Linked DNA regions of Mus musculus: region 2 is linked to region 1. Evidence: chromatin contacts called from public HiCAR-type data. All regions are on one chromosome and are shown on one strand. Each heading gives the region's core, a stretch centred on a gene start, on an enhancer-like site or on the middle of the called end of the contact. The rest is flanking DNA. Distances are from core to core; before and after follow the strand shown.

Region 1 (6,120 bases), core at 3,309-5,808:
TTGCATCCAGCCTAATGCCCCATGCCTGAATCTTTTTGCCTATAGAATGATGGTTTTGAGCAAATCTGTTTTGTCACCAGCAAACTCTGCACAGTACAAGCAGCTGCAGTATGATCTTCTCAGTCATCTTAAAGAATTCCTTCTGTATGGCCTCTTTGTTCATATGGATCCTCCGAATGGATTTATTTTATTTTTACCTCTTGCATGAATGTTTTGTCTGCTTGTATGTCTGTGCATGGTTCCCCCAGAATCTAGAGAAGGGTGCCATGTTTCCTAGAACTAGAGCTGTAGATGGCTGTGAGTTACTATGTGGGTGCTGGGAATAGAAAAACCTGGGTCCTCTGGAAGAGCAGCCAATGCTCTTAACCATCGAGCCATCTCTCCAGGCCCCACCTAATGGATCTTTCTTTTTAATTCTGACATTTCAGAGGTGATATTTTATTCTATTTTAATAGCCTTGTGGGCTGAGCTTCTAAAACTTCGCCTGCAGTTATATGCATACATTAGAGGTTTCTAAACACGAGCAACCATAGAGAAAATAAATAAATTGCTGGCTCCAGTTACAGTGACTCAACTCCAGGAACCCTGTACCTCTGCCAGGGCAGAGTAAGCAAGGATCAGGCAACATTCCCTAAGGCCAGTTCACTCAGCTTTGCTGAAACAGCCAATGGTAAAGAGATGGACCGGCGTGCCTCACAGGCTCCCCGAGGACTGCATGGAAGGGGTGGAATTCTCTCAGGACCAGTTCCAGAAGCCAGGCCACATGGTCAATCCAGGTGGTTGTCTGAGAGGGCTGTCCCTGAGCCCCCAGGCCATCTGGATGCTTTGTAGCCTGTTCTGAGATCCCAGGGGAGGCTGAGAAAGGACAGGAGGACAGGGAGCTTAGAAGCTGTGAGTATCTCTAAGCACCTGGTACCTAAGAGATCACCCTGAACTCAGCCCCACTCCTGAGTTCTCCAGCCTCTGCCATGCCAGTGGCCTCTGATTTAGGACAGTTGAATCAAGTGGGTTTTCACCTTTCCAACAGCATGAACCTCACTCCATGGAAGCCATCCTTAACATTGACAATGCTGAGCTTTGTCCTGTGCTAACCACATGTGATGGGTGGTCTCACCCTCCCTCGAGGCCCATGAGAAGCATTAGCCAATGCAGTTCCAAGTTAGCTCTGTAACCAAGGGGATGGATAATCACTGTACTGCTGTGTGCCCTGGCAGCTGAGGAGGGACACCTGGTAAGTCAGGGATCTTAAACACCTTTCTGCTTGGGATGGGCTTGCTGGGTGAACAGCCTGCAGAGTCAGGGCATGCATGCTCTTTTCACCCAAGAGCTGTTGAAGGTGAGACATCGGAACACAATGGAGGATATCTTCCATATCTACGTGTTTGGTCCTTGTGCTGGAACACAGAACACAGTGCTCAGAACACAGTAGGACTAGGGCACTGTTGAAGAATAAGTGAATGAATGAATGAATGAATGAATAATTCACATGCCCTTCATGGTAACAAAGAGACTTCACTCAGGCCCAGCTGATCAATTCGAAAACTTTCATGAAACTCCCATTAGTGTGGCCAAGCCTTACCACATCTATCCCGAGGGCAGGCTGGGTTTTTGAAAGAACTATCTGCGGGTTCTTTTAATGAAAACCAAACACCATAAATTGTGCCAAGACTCACAAGCGACAGCCTCCGGGAAGAGCGGCTCCTCTCTAATTACCTGCAGAGAGTGAGCTAGCAAGGTTGGCCGTGGATCCAAGTATAGACAGATGTCTAAGTAGTACCAGTCATTGCAACAAAACCCATACCCTAGTGTATCTTTCCTGTGTCCTGTGAGCTACGGGGACAATGAGGAAAACTCAAGACCAACTCGGCCTGGCTTGCCCCATCCCAACCTGCACCCCCAGGGTCTGGCATGCAGCTTTTAGGAGTTAAATATTAAATATTGCTTTGAATGATTTTTTTTAACCCCCACCGAGAACAAAACCCAGAAGCCCAAATTACTTTTGTTTGTGTAGTTTGGCGTCTCACGGAGGACTTTCATCGCGTTCCTGACACAGCGTGGAAGGATGCCTGCCGAAACCATTAGGCCTGCTTCTCCGGCTGGCAGTGTTATTGATTCTTGTCAGCAGGAGCTACAGCAGGCCCGGGATGTTGCTTTAGGAAGTGAAACCTCACGTGATGTTTGGTTATTAAGAACGACTGCTGTGTTGGTCACCTGTGCTGGCTACTTCTTCCTTCTGAGGACATCACGGAAGACTACATATTCTATTTTGATAACCCTTGGACATTCAGCGAGATGGCCAAGTTCACTGATATCTTTTAAACCAAAAAGTCATTTTTCAAAAAAAAAAATCATCAAGTGATGTCAGAAGCACCACATTAAAAATGAAGACACTTCTGGGAGCATTGTCCTTAAGTGTGACAATTTTGCCAACTAGGCTTGAATAAATGGAAAGGGGGAAAAAAACCAAGAACACTAAGGGATTGTGTATGAAAACTCCACAGAGAAGTACTTGTCATCCAGGGGTGGGGGAGGTGGCTTCCCTCAGACCACAGCTGGTTGAGTTGGAGTAGACCCAGGAACCCCTGCCACAGGCCACTGGAGTTGGCACTGGCAGACATCCAGGCAGCACAGACAAAAACTTAACATGAATCCCCTTTTTTTTTTTTTTGGTCAGTCCAAGAAAAATATTATACAAGATAGTTTTCATTAATCCCATTAATATCATTAGTCTGCCCTGGCTCCCTACAGCTGGGATTTGTGATGATAAAGTTCTCTGGATTTAGGAAGCAGAGAATGAGTCTCCATCCTGGCTGTGAGTTGCACATAGTTCTCAGTCCTGGGCTGGGAATCCCATCTCACACTTTCCATTCTCATGTGTACCTGTGTGTGGTGTCCATGTGAGTCCTTTAGTGTTAGAACCCCCCCACCTTGTGTAGTGCTTCGCAAGACAATACCACCCACCCATGGGCCCCTAACTGTATACCTCTGGTAGGAATTTCACAAAAATTTGGACAGGAAGTTTTAGAGCAGCAGCTCTCCACCTATAGGTCTCGGCCCCTTTTCGGGGTTGAATGACCCTTTCGCAAGGGTCCCTGAGACCTTTGGAAAGCACAGAGATTTGCATTACTATTCTTAACAGTAGCAAAATTACAGTTATGAAGCAGCGACAAAGTGATTTTATGATTGGGGGTCAGCACAATGTGAGGAATTGTATTATAGGGTCGCAGCACTAGGAAGGCAGAGAAGCACTGCTCTAGATCAAAGGTGTCTGAAGACGATGTCAGACAGTGGAGAGAGACCTGAAGGAGACTTGAGGCCCCGAGTTAGGCACTGTCACTTGGGTCCAGGTATGTGACCTAATTCCGATTTGTTTTTTTTTGAACATGTGTGGGAACTTAGCTTCCCTTCACCAAGGGGCCTAAGAACTGATAAAGAATGATATTAGACGTGCTTAAATTTTCTTTTCCGACATGTGGCACATCAAGGAGGACCTCCACAGGAAAGCCGGGGCTTCCTAAGCCCCAAGAGAGGGCAAATGGCTTGTTACTGAGTTTAATTAGCCAACAGGCATCCTATCCTCCCCAAGGGCTTTATTTAAAATGTTGGAAGAAGGATCTGATGATATAAAACCCCATGAAAATGCTGTGCCTGCAACATCTCCAGGACGCATCTCTGTGGCTCATCTGGGAAGCTTTTAAAACACCCAGAAATGCATGAACTCTTAATAGGAACATGGAGCCGTTGAAGGGCACAGTGACCTCTACTAACTGAGCCATGGAATAGCCCGCTGAAAACAGCCAAAGCCTGAAGGGCTGAGCTTGTGCCCCAGCGTGGCTCCCAACTTTTACGAAACCGGGAGCCTTCTCTTTTGAGTCTCTATGTGCAGTGAAGAGACTATGATGATTTTGGATCCATCCTTGGCCAAGTTAAGCTTCAGGCACTATCTCTTCCCCCAAAGCACAGAGCTTCAAACTGGCCTGGATTTCCCTCCAGTCACAATGTGCATCATGTCCAAGCCGGCAGCAGAAGGTGCCTGCGGCAATTGAAATGAAAATTGACTATAGAAATCAGTTTCTATTTTCACAAAGCCCTTGTCTTGCAAAAGTGCCAATCATACTGGATTAGTGGCCACCTTACTTCAGTGATTTTAATCACATTGGTAAGATTTATTTTCTTAAATGAGGTCATAGTCTGAGGCATTAGGGACCAGGGATGGAGAGCTTAATGTATTGTTTTTGTGGGGAAGAGACGCAAGACACGCCATGAATTCCCCTCTAACAATCTATTCTATGCATGCCCTGAAGTGTAACGTCTGATCTCTTTATGATGCTCACTCACTCTGGGCACAGGGCTTATTTGGGTTACAGGAACTTTCAGGGGAAATGGGAGGTGCAGAGCCACAAGCAAATTGAAGGTTAGGCCCACAGCGTGTGGATTTGGGGAGAACATTATTCAGTCTGTCCTGGAAGCATTTGGACACTCAGGGACTGTGGAAGGAGGAAGTCAGGACAGGGCACTCTGTCACGTCTCAGCGGTGTGACTTTGACCACGTTCTTGGGCCAGTCTGGTTTGCTGAAAGGTCCTTCCATTGACCTCACAGGCCGAGTAAGGAGAAGGGAGACATAGTTTTGTGATTAGTCAGGTGCCCCGCCCATGGAAAAACATTGCCACATGCCTTGCGTCACTTTTGAATGTGAACTTAGATGACGGCAATGTGGAAATGGGGTGAAATCAGCAGAAAAACAGATTTGTTGCTGCAATAACATTTCTTTCAAGAGAACCTGGTCCCTAGAGGTGGGCCTCCTTGCTGACATTTGAATACCTCCACATTTCCAATGCACGGCGTTCTTTTTCCCTGCGTGACTAGAAGCTTAAAACATCACTCGCTAATGAACCCCAGATGGTAGATCTGGACTGCCTGGCCCATAAGCCTGTCCTGGATGCCCCTTAGCTTGCTTCAGTGATACAGTGCCTGGGCAGACAATCCTGCAACTGAACAGGAGAGAGAAACCTGGGGTTTGACCATCCTCTCCTGAAGCCCTCGTGGCTGCTGGGAGATGCCACTGACATGCTCTGGTTTTGATGCCATGGGCAAATCTAGCAGAAATGATTGATAGGCCTCTGAGAAACCAGTACCTCTGGGGCTGTGCTATATCTCTTTCCTTACTTGCTTTATACCCCGCTTTCTAGAGATACCTAAGGATGTAATGTTCCCATTCCTTACTCCTTCCTGTGAGGAAAGCTCCATGACTGGAATGCGTAATTCCATCATGTTATGATATACTTTTATGAGTTGTGCATAATAAGAGCATCTAGCCTCCTGGAAATATGGCAGAGGCTGTGCATAGAGCAGAAATCTACAGTGTCAGCATGATGATTGATGGGGATCCCAAGCAAAGGCATAGGCTCCAGGTCAGGGTCAGCGCTTTAGGACGGTCCCCTGAGGAGACCCTCCTCTGTAAAAAAGGTAGATGGTAGTAGCTTAACAGGGGTGGGGTGGGGGTGGGGGTGCAGTGCTGTGTGTGTTATATTTCTGTTGCTGTGACAAAACAGCACAAACACACGCAACTGGCATTCAAAGGAAGGGGGTTTATTTTATTGATTGATTGGTTGATTGATTGATTGATTGATTGATAGTTCCAGGCAGAGAGTCCACCATGGAAAGCTTGGCAGCACCTGGTCAGAACAGGAAGATCAGAGATTTCATGTTTCCATCCACTGGCAGATCACAGAAGATCAAACAGGAAGTGGGGAGAGGTTATGAACTATCAAAGCCCGCCCCCCAGTAACATACTTCCTTTAGCAAGGCTGTATCTTTCCACAACTCCCCACCAACATCACCACCAACTAGGGACCAAATAATGTTCAAGTACATGCGCCTATAGGGGACGTTTCTCACTCAAACCATTACAACTGTTTAGAGAAATAATGTTTTCATTGGATGGAATTAAGTGCAAACAAAAGCTGAAGCGTCGAAGCTGCCCTGGCTAAGGTGGAGGCTGGGGAAATGGACAATCCTATTGTCCCTGCCTCTACCCAAGGAGTCCCACGTCATTGCTATAAAGCAGAGTATAAAAGCGTTGAGCTGGTTTATCTTGAAGACCCAGTTATCAGCATCAA
Region 2 (6,768 bases), core at 1,792-4,291, 290 kb after region 1:
ATACCCACACCCTCTTCTATTTTACCCTTTGTATCTATCTTTGCTTTTGAAGAAGCCTGGTAAGTATGTCTCTTTATTCTGGAGAAAAGTGTCTGGTGGGAGATTTCTTTGCCGCTTTCTATGGACACCTGGGCCACACCCCTTAGGCCTCCTCTGTCAGCATCTGCTGGTTTAGCACTGCTCTGGGCTTTGTGTTTAGAGTGGTTCAGGCTTGGCCTTTGTGTAATCTCCACCCCCCCACCCCCACCCCAGCCCTCAGGCAGAAAGCCCATCTCACACTGGGGGTGGGGGCTGGGGGTGGGAGTTCCAGGCAGGCCACTGCTTGCTCTGCACACACCTTTATGTTCTCTCTCTCTCCTTTCCCCCTCCTCACCTCCCTCCCTCCCTCCTTCCCTCCCTCCCTCCCTCTTCTCTCTCTATCTCTTTCCAAGACTTCTTCCAAGTCTTTCTTGTGAAGAAATGCTTCTTCAGTCTGAATTTAAGGCATTTTACGACACAGTGGGCCTTTCTCCTAAATGTTACAGCATTGACTTGTCAGGAGCAGGGCAGGCCCACACACCCCTTGCTCTCTGTTAATCCTCACCCATATGGCATTAATTTAGCACTTTCACGAATCCCCGTTCTACCTCCTTCCACCAGCACTTAACAACATCCCAGTTAGCCCTCCATTCACTTACCACATCTATCCACTGGTAATGTATCCGTCCAGGCTCTTGAATACAAAGTCTGTCAATACTGAGGGATGAGAGTAGGGGTCCTGGGTTCCGAATGCTGTAGGCCTGGCCTGGTATGGTGTAAACTTCATCTCCTGGGGAGGGGAGTGAGAGGCTTAACTGGCTTTCTCTGTGCACAGGCTACCTGACCACTAGGATGAAAGAAGCCACAGGAGCAGCTGCAAAGAACACTCCTCCATCTTAGAGACAAGACAACCAAAGCTAGACAACACACCCTCGCTGTTTATTTCCATCATGGTCCCTACGGAAAGCAGGAGTGGAGGCTGATGAGAGAAAAGATGACTTTCTGTAGTTCGAGGAAGGTGAGAAGTGAGAATTCCCCACCTCCACCCCGGTAAGCTTGCCACTCCCGTGGAAAAGTTTTGCTGGGTCTCTGATCCTGTCCTAGTGGGGGAAGCAGTGTCCTGCTGCAACTCTCTCTCTCTGGAATGAAGTTTAAGAATACCTCAGTAGGCTGGGCGGGAGACCCCATGCACAAGTGGCAGTGCCGGGTCAGGACAGAGCAGGGGCCATCCACAGTGATGGGTCCCAAGAAGACTGACAAGTAAGAAGTGCTCTCATCTCCATACTGCTGAGGCTGCAGAGCTGAGAGGCTAGGTCACTCAATGGACACCGAGTGGCCAGCAGCCTGGCATTCCCCTGCTGTCTCCGCCCCAGACACAGAAATGATACACTTTTCCAAACGCCTGTGTCAAAAGCATCTCATCCTAAAGGGTCCCAAGGATCCTGGGAATACAGAAGCAGACTCTGGGCTGTAAGGAGGCCAAACCTGCTTCGGTGCTCAATTGCTCTGGGCCTTGAGTGGCCCCAAGGCTCTTCCACATAAGAAGCCTGAGTTCCCCAGCCAGAAACTGGTGTTCTATGACCCTGGGCAGTAGCTGGATGCTTAAAGCTTCATCACATGTAACTCACAGGAGGAGCTGGGGTGATGCCTCAGTTGGGATAGTGCTTCCAGGATAATTGTGAGGACCTGCTTTCCTCTGAACCATCCATGGGAAAAGCTGGGCGAGGAGGCAGTTACTTGTAATCCCAGCAGGAGGGAGGCACAGGTAGGAGGCTCCCTAGGACTCTGTGGCCAGCCAGCTTAGCTTCGTTGTTGAAGCGAGCAGGAGTCCCAGTGAGAAGCTCCGGTTCAAAATCCAAGGTAGGGTGTGGCTGACAGATGGTGCCATGGTTAAAAGTGCTGGTTGGGCAAGCTTGAGGACCTGAGCTTGAAAAAAAATGTTGATTGTGGTTACATGTGCTCTTGGAGATAAAGACAGGGGAATTTCTGGGGTTTGTTGACCTCTGGCCTATAGACACACACACACACACACACACACACACACACACACACGTACACATACATACACACACACTCACACAGGCACACACACACCCCAACAAACCAACAAAACCAATATATCCAGCTCCCAAGAAACAACACTCAAGGATGAATTCTGACTTCCACGTACATATGTGTGCACATATCCTTCCCATCCAAACATATATACACAAACATACATATAAATAAATGAATGAAGAAATATAGGAGCCAACCCTTCTGCAAGGAAATGTGTCTTTGGTGTCCACCTGCCAAAGTGTGTTCTAAACCACTGAGCTGCCTACAGGCTCAAGGGTATGACTCAGTTGTCCCATAACACGACAACCTCCATTTTACTCTCTGAGATGCCTTATAACTGAACTTTTGTAAACCCCCATGCTAGAGGTAACAGTGGTGAGTGACAGGCTTGTTCAAGCTGGATTGCCAAACCCTGCCTGTGTCTCTTACTCATGGGATTGTGGTCAGGGTGTCAATAGCCATCCAAAGGGGTAAGGGTCTTTATAATCCACCATAAGGTTCAATACTTCCATCTGCAGAAAAGCCAGGCTCAGGCCTCACCCAAGGAAGGCTTAGAAAGGGCACTTGGGCATTTTATTAAGCAGGTGTGTTTAAACTGGCTCTCCTTAAAAATATGCTTGGGCTTTTCTTTCAATAGAGAAATGTCACCCAGCTTAAAGCAGTGAAGACACACCCGACACCATTCTTTTCAGTTTTGAAAGGACTTTTCGTACAATCAGGTGGTATGTTACACAACCGAACTGCCCGTCACCTCCCTCTGGGTTTCCATGGGTGTTTGTTTCTTTTTAATTCTAGAGATGAGACATCTGTTCTCCACTCTCGCTCTGGGACAGTAGCTCTTCTCCATGACCCAAACTATCCCCAGCTGTGTCCTTTGGAACGGAGAGCATGACCCTCTCTCTGTGTGGAACACTCCGCACCCAGGAGGCATCATTCTGAACTCCATTCAGGATGGAGCCTTCCAGACCTTCATCATCTCAAAACTATGTGCAGGGCAGCAAGACTGTACTCATGACCCAGGGTGACCACGTACTCTCTCCTCCTCAGAACCTGATCTTTGGAGAAGCAGCCATGGTGCACAGAGGAAGGCGATCGCCATGGTGCCCCCAAAGCTCCAGCAGCCATGTGCTAATAATGCAAGAAGCTGAAGGAGATTGAGGGGGAGACTTGGCTCAGAGACTGGAAACAGAAATGATAAGCGAAGTGATGCTTAATTAAAAGCACATTTGTAAAAAGATCAGGCCTGGCCAAAAAAAAAAAAAAAAAAAAAAATGACAACGATAGCTAAACTTTTAAAATCAAGTCACTCTCTCCTGAGATTTCTTCCAGAGCCAGGCTGAATTCAGGACTCTGGGTTTTGTCTTCTAGGAGAGTCTGCAGATCTGGGGAGGAATGGGGGGCAGGCAGTGAGGGGGAGGTAAGCTAAGTGACAAAGTGCTAGCTCCTGGGGCGTCTGCAAAGGGCAGGGCTTCTCCAAGCATGACCCGAGATATGAAAGGCCATGGCAGGAATGAGGCAAAACTCAAACATGCCTCACCTACGTGCCAGCCACAAACCCAGGGCAGACACCGCAAACACACATGAATGGCTTCACAAGGATGGAGGTCCCGAAACAAAAACCTGAACTCCAAATCATGAATGTCCTGGGAAAATGGATCACTCTGTAAAGTGCCTGCCTTGCAAGCACAAGGACATGAGTGTAAACCTCAGAACTCACAAACTCACATACAAAGAAAAAAAAAAAGCCCTAGCCTGTGCTTATATCGATACTTGGATGCAGAGGCAGATGGATCCCTTAGACCCACCAACCAGCTTAGCCGACTCCTAGCTCAACGAGAGACCCTGTCTCAAAAAAAAAAAAAAAAAGAAAGAAAGAAAGAAAGAAAGGTGAATGATATCCAAGGAATGACACCAGAGGTACTCCTATGGATAACACACACAAGAATCTATGCACACACATGCACAGGCATATACTCACACACACATATGCACACACACAGAGACATACATACACACATGCACACATGCACTTGTACGCAGAGAAAAGCAGATTCTCAGGAGTAGTTTGAGGTGCATCTTCATCTTTGGAAAACATTAGTTTAAATCTCAGAAAACAGACCTGCAACTCACAGGAGAAATTACAGGAAGGTGCATTTTTCAACTACAAAACCTTCCAAGAACAAGGCTGTAGAACAGGAGATGGAGATGGCCTCTCTACCCTACTCCCTGGACTCCCAGCCCCTCTCCTGGAATGATTACACAGGGAGACTCAATGGTCACAGGCAGAGCTACCACATTCACATCTGCCTGTGAATGAAGACTGCTTGCAGATGTGTCCACATTGCCGTTCAGGAAATGTTTATTGGTCAGAGGCTAAGAGGACACTTGTCCCTGTGTATATTGCCACTTACTTGCCCCCTCTGTGACAGGAGAGTCCTCTACACGAAGCAGAAGCATCTCAAGTCTACACCACTCTTTGAGAGCCCTACACTTCCCAGTGGATCACTGCTAGCCAAGTATGCGGACAGCGTGCTTGCTGCTGGCGCCAAGAAGCACAATCGAGGGAGGAAGAGCGTATCTTAAATAGAAGTGGTATTTGCAGTTGGTAAAACATAGATTATTTTTGCTCTTAGAGAAATTGATTTCCTAGAAGATGATTAATTATGTCTGCAAAACAGAAAATCCATCAAAGACAAAGTGGTTTTCCTTTCAGAAAACACTAAAAAAAAATTCTCTACCATGTCATTGCATAAATATGATGTGCTATTAATAGGCATCTTGTCTCCTTATACTGGGTTCATTTTCTGGGGAAGTGGGGACTTGCTTTGAGACTAGGGAAATGTTTTGTTCTCTTCTCTGGTTCCTGGGAATCTAAGCAAAAGTTCTGCCTGTACTAACTCTAATGAAGGTCATTGTGTGGGGAAAACAAGGAAAGAGACCCCAACTTGCAGTGTGAAAGGGACTTTTTCAGTGAGTCTGTGCTACCTTCAAGGAAGGTCCAGAATCCCACTACCGTCCAACTAACCCACTTCTTATACCCTCACCCAGCAGGCCCAGGATGCCACCTTGCTCCAGCCATGACTGTGCACTGGCCCCCTCTAGGACTGAGTAAGAAAACCTTTCCAGGGGCAGCCCTGGGAGTGACTTTCATCTGGAGTGCTATAGTTACCTCCTAGCTGGGATTTCTCAATCCATCTCCCTTCCTTTCTAGAAGGTCACTCTAATCAGACAGCCAGAGTGATCCTGTAAAAACCAGTTAGATCACAGGCTGTGTGGCTCAATCCTTGCAAAAGCCTCCCATCTCAACCATAGTTGAAAACAGAGTGCTTAGCCCCACCCTAGTCAGGAACTCCTTTTCTCTCTCTGGCTGCCCCAGCCGGACTGTACTGGCTTTCTGTTTTTAGAACAACCACTGGACCATCATATCCTTGCTGGGTTCTCAAATGGGGACTTTCTCCCGTGAGGGTAGCTTCATACAGGCTCCTCTGTGTTGCAGGATTTTCCCTGTCCAATTACATTAGGGCAGAGGAGGCCCGTGATTGGACAGGGAAAAGGGAGGTGGAGCTAAGAGTTGCAGGGACAGAGAGAGTATCAGAGGAGAGGGAGAGAAGAATGGAGGCTGACATGCTGGTTGTGTGGGGTTTGAATAATTGGGATAAAGATTTTATCATTATCAATTGGCTCTGAAATTATTATATGGGCATCTTGTAAATTGTGATATTATTGATATACTGGTTGGTTAATTAAGCTTTAAATCTTAATTCTACTAGGTAATTTGGTGTTGAGAAGGCTGACTGTGGTATGAGCCCGGTAGGAGCCCTGTGGTCTGGCGTGGCTGGAGAGTTGGAGGGCTAGGAGGAGCACAGGAGTATGGTCCAGCCCCGTAGAGAGTTGGCATGTTCATTTTTTAATATTTCCTACACTTCTGTACTTTTATGAGTCTTCAAGGCAAATGTTACTTTTCCTGCAGAACTTTCCAAAATGCTGATGTTGGAGTTCTAGCAGCTTCTTCACACTTCCTGCACCTGTCTCTGCTTCCGGCTTCCATAACACTCATTACTCCCAATACACCACATAGCTTCCCTTACAGCAAGCCACATTTCTCACAGTGGAGGTACTTCTGTTTAACCCTCTATATAAGCCCTGATTTTTAGTCTGAGCCTGACACATAGTAATATTCAAAGTGCATTTGAATGACTAAATGAATGGTTGTTTGCTTGAGTGTCTAAAAGCAAAGATAGGGAGGTAAAATAGATATAGATTGGTAGACAGATGATTGAGAAGGTATTTGGGTAGGTGGTGAATGGAAGAATGGATGAATGGGTGGATAGGTTGGTAGGGGAATACATGAATAGATGGATGACTGGATGGATAAATGGATAGATAGATCACTGGGTAGATGTGTGGATGAATGGATGTGTGGATGGATGGGTGGGTGGATGGATGGATGGATGGATGGATGGATGGATGGATGATTGGATGATGAAAGCCTAGATTAATGAGTGAATGGGTATATGAATGTGTGAGAGAGTAGATAGATGGGTGGATGGGTAAATTAATAAATAATGGTTGGGTAGGGGGCTGGAGAGATGGCTCAGCAGTTAAGAGCACTGACTGCTCTTCCAAAGGTCCTGTGTTCAATTCCCAGCAGCCACATGGTGGCTCACAACCATCTGTAATAGGATCTGATGC

What was found. HiCAR-type assays count read pairs that join an accessible place to other places.
Region 2: a contact with region 1 is called in a HiCAR-type map of fibro-adipogenic progenitors, with 4 times the contacts expected there. The contact joins two enhancer-like sites. A contact is called at or near these places in 2 of 484 Hi-C or Micro-C datasets (nephron progenitors and uterus) and 7 of 115 datasets of contacts at active chromatin or transcription factors (embryonic basal ganglia, embryonic stem cells, extraembryonic endoderm stem cells and 3 more).

The regions. Positions count from the first base shown.
Region 1 is chr1:90,230,128-90,236,247 of GRCm38.p6, forward strand. No RefSeq gene overlaps it. Among named protein-coding and RNA genes, the nearest start is that of Gm34930, 14 kb to the right of the region's middle. Within about 2 kb of position 4,559, at least 70 of the 459 cell types and tissues checked have an H3K27ac peak or open chromatin away from gene starts, as enhancers often do. A contact at or near this core is called in fibro-adipogenic progenitors, where this site is marked.
Region 2 is chr1:90,519,495-90,526,262 of GRCm38.p6, forward strand. Gm35048 (a long non-coding RNA gene) reads left to right here. Exons shown (of 3, transcript XR_878394.1): 3 at 854-920. Among named protein-coding and RNA genes, the nearest start is that of Gm35048, 16 kb to the left of the region's middle. Within about 2 kb of position 3,042, at least 15 of the 459 cell types and tissues checked have an H3K27ac peak or open chromatin away from gene starts, as enhancers often do. A contact at or near this core is called in fibro-adipogenic progenitors, where this site is marked.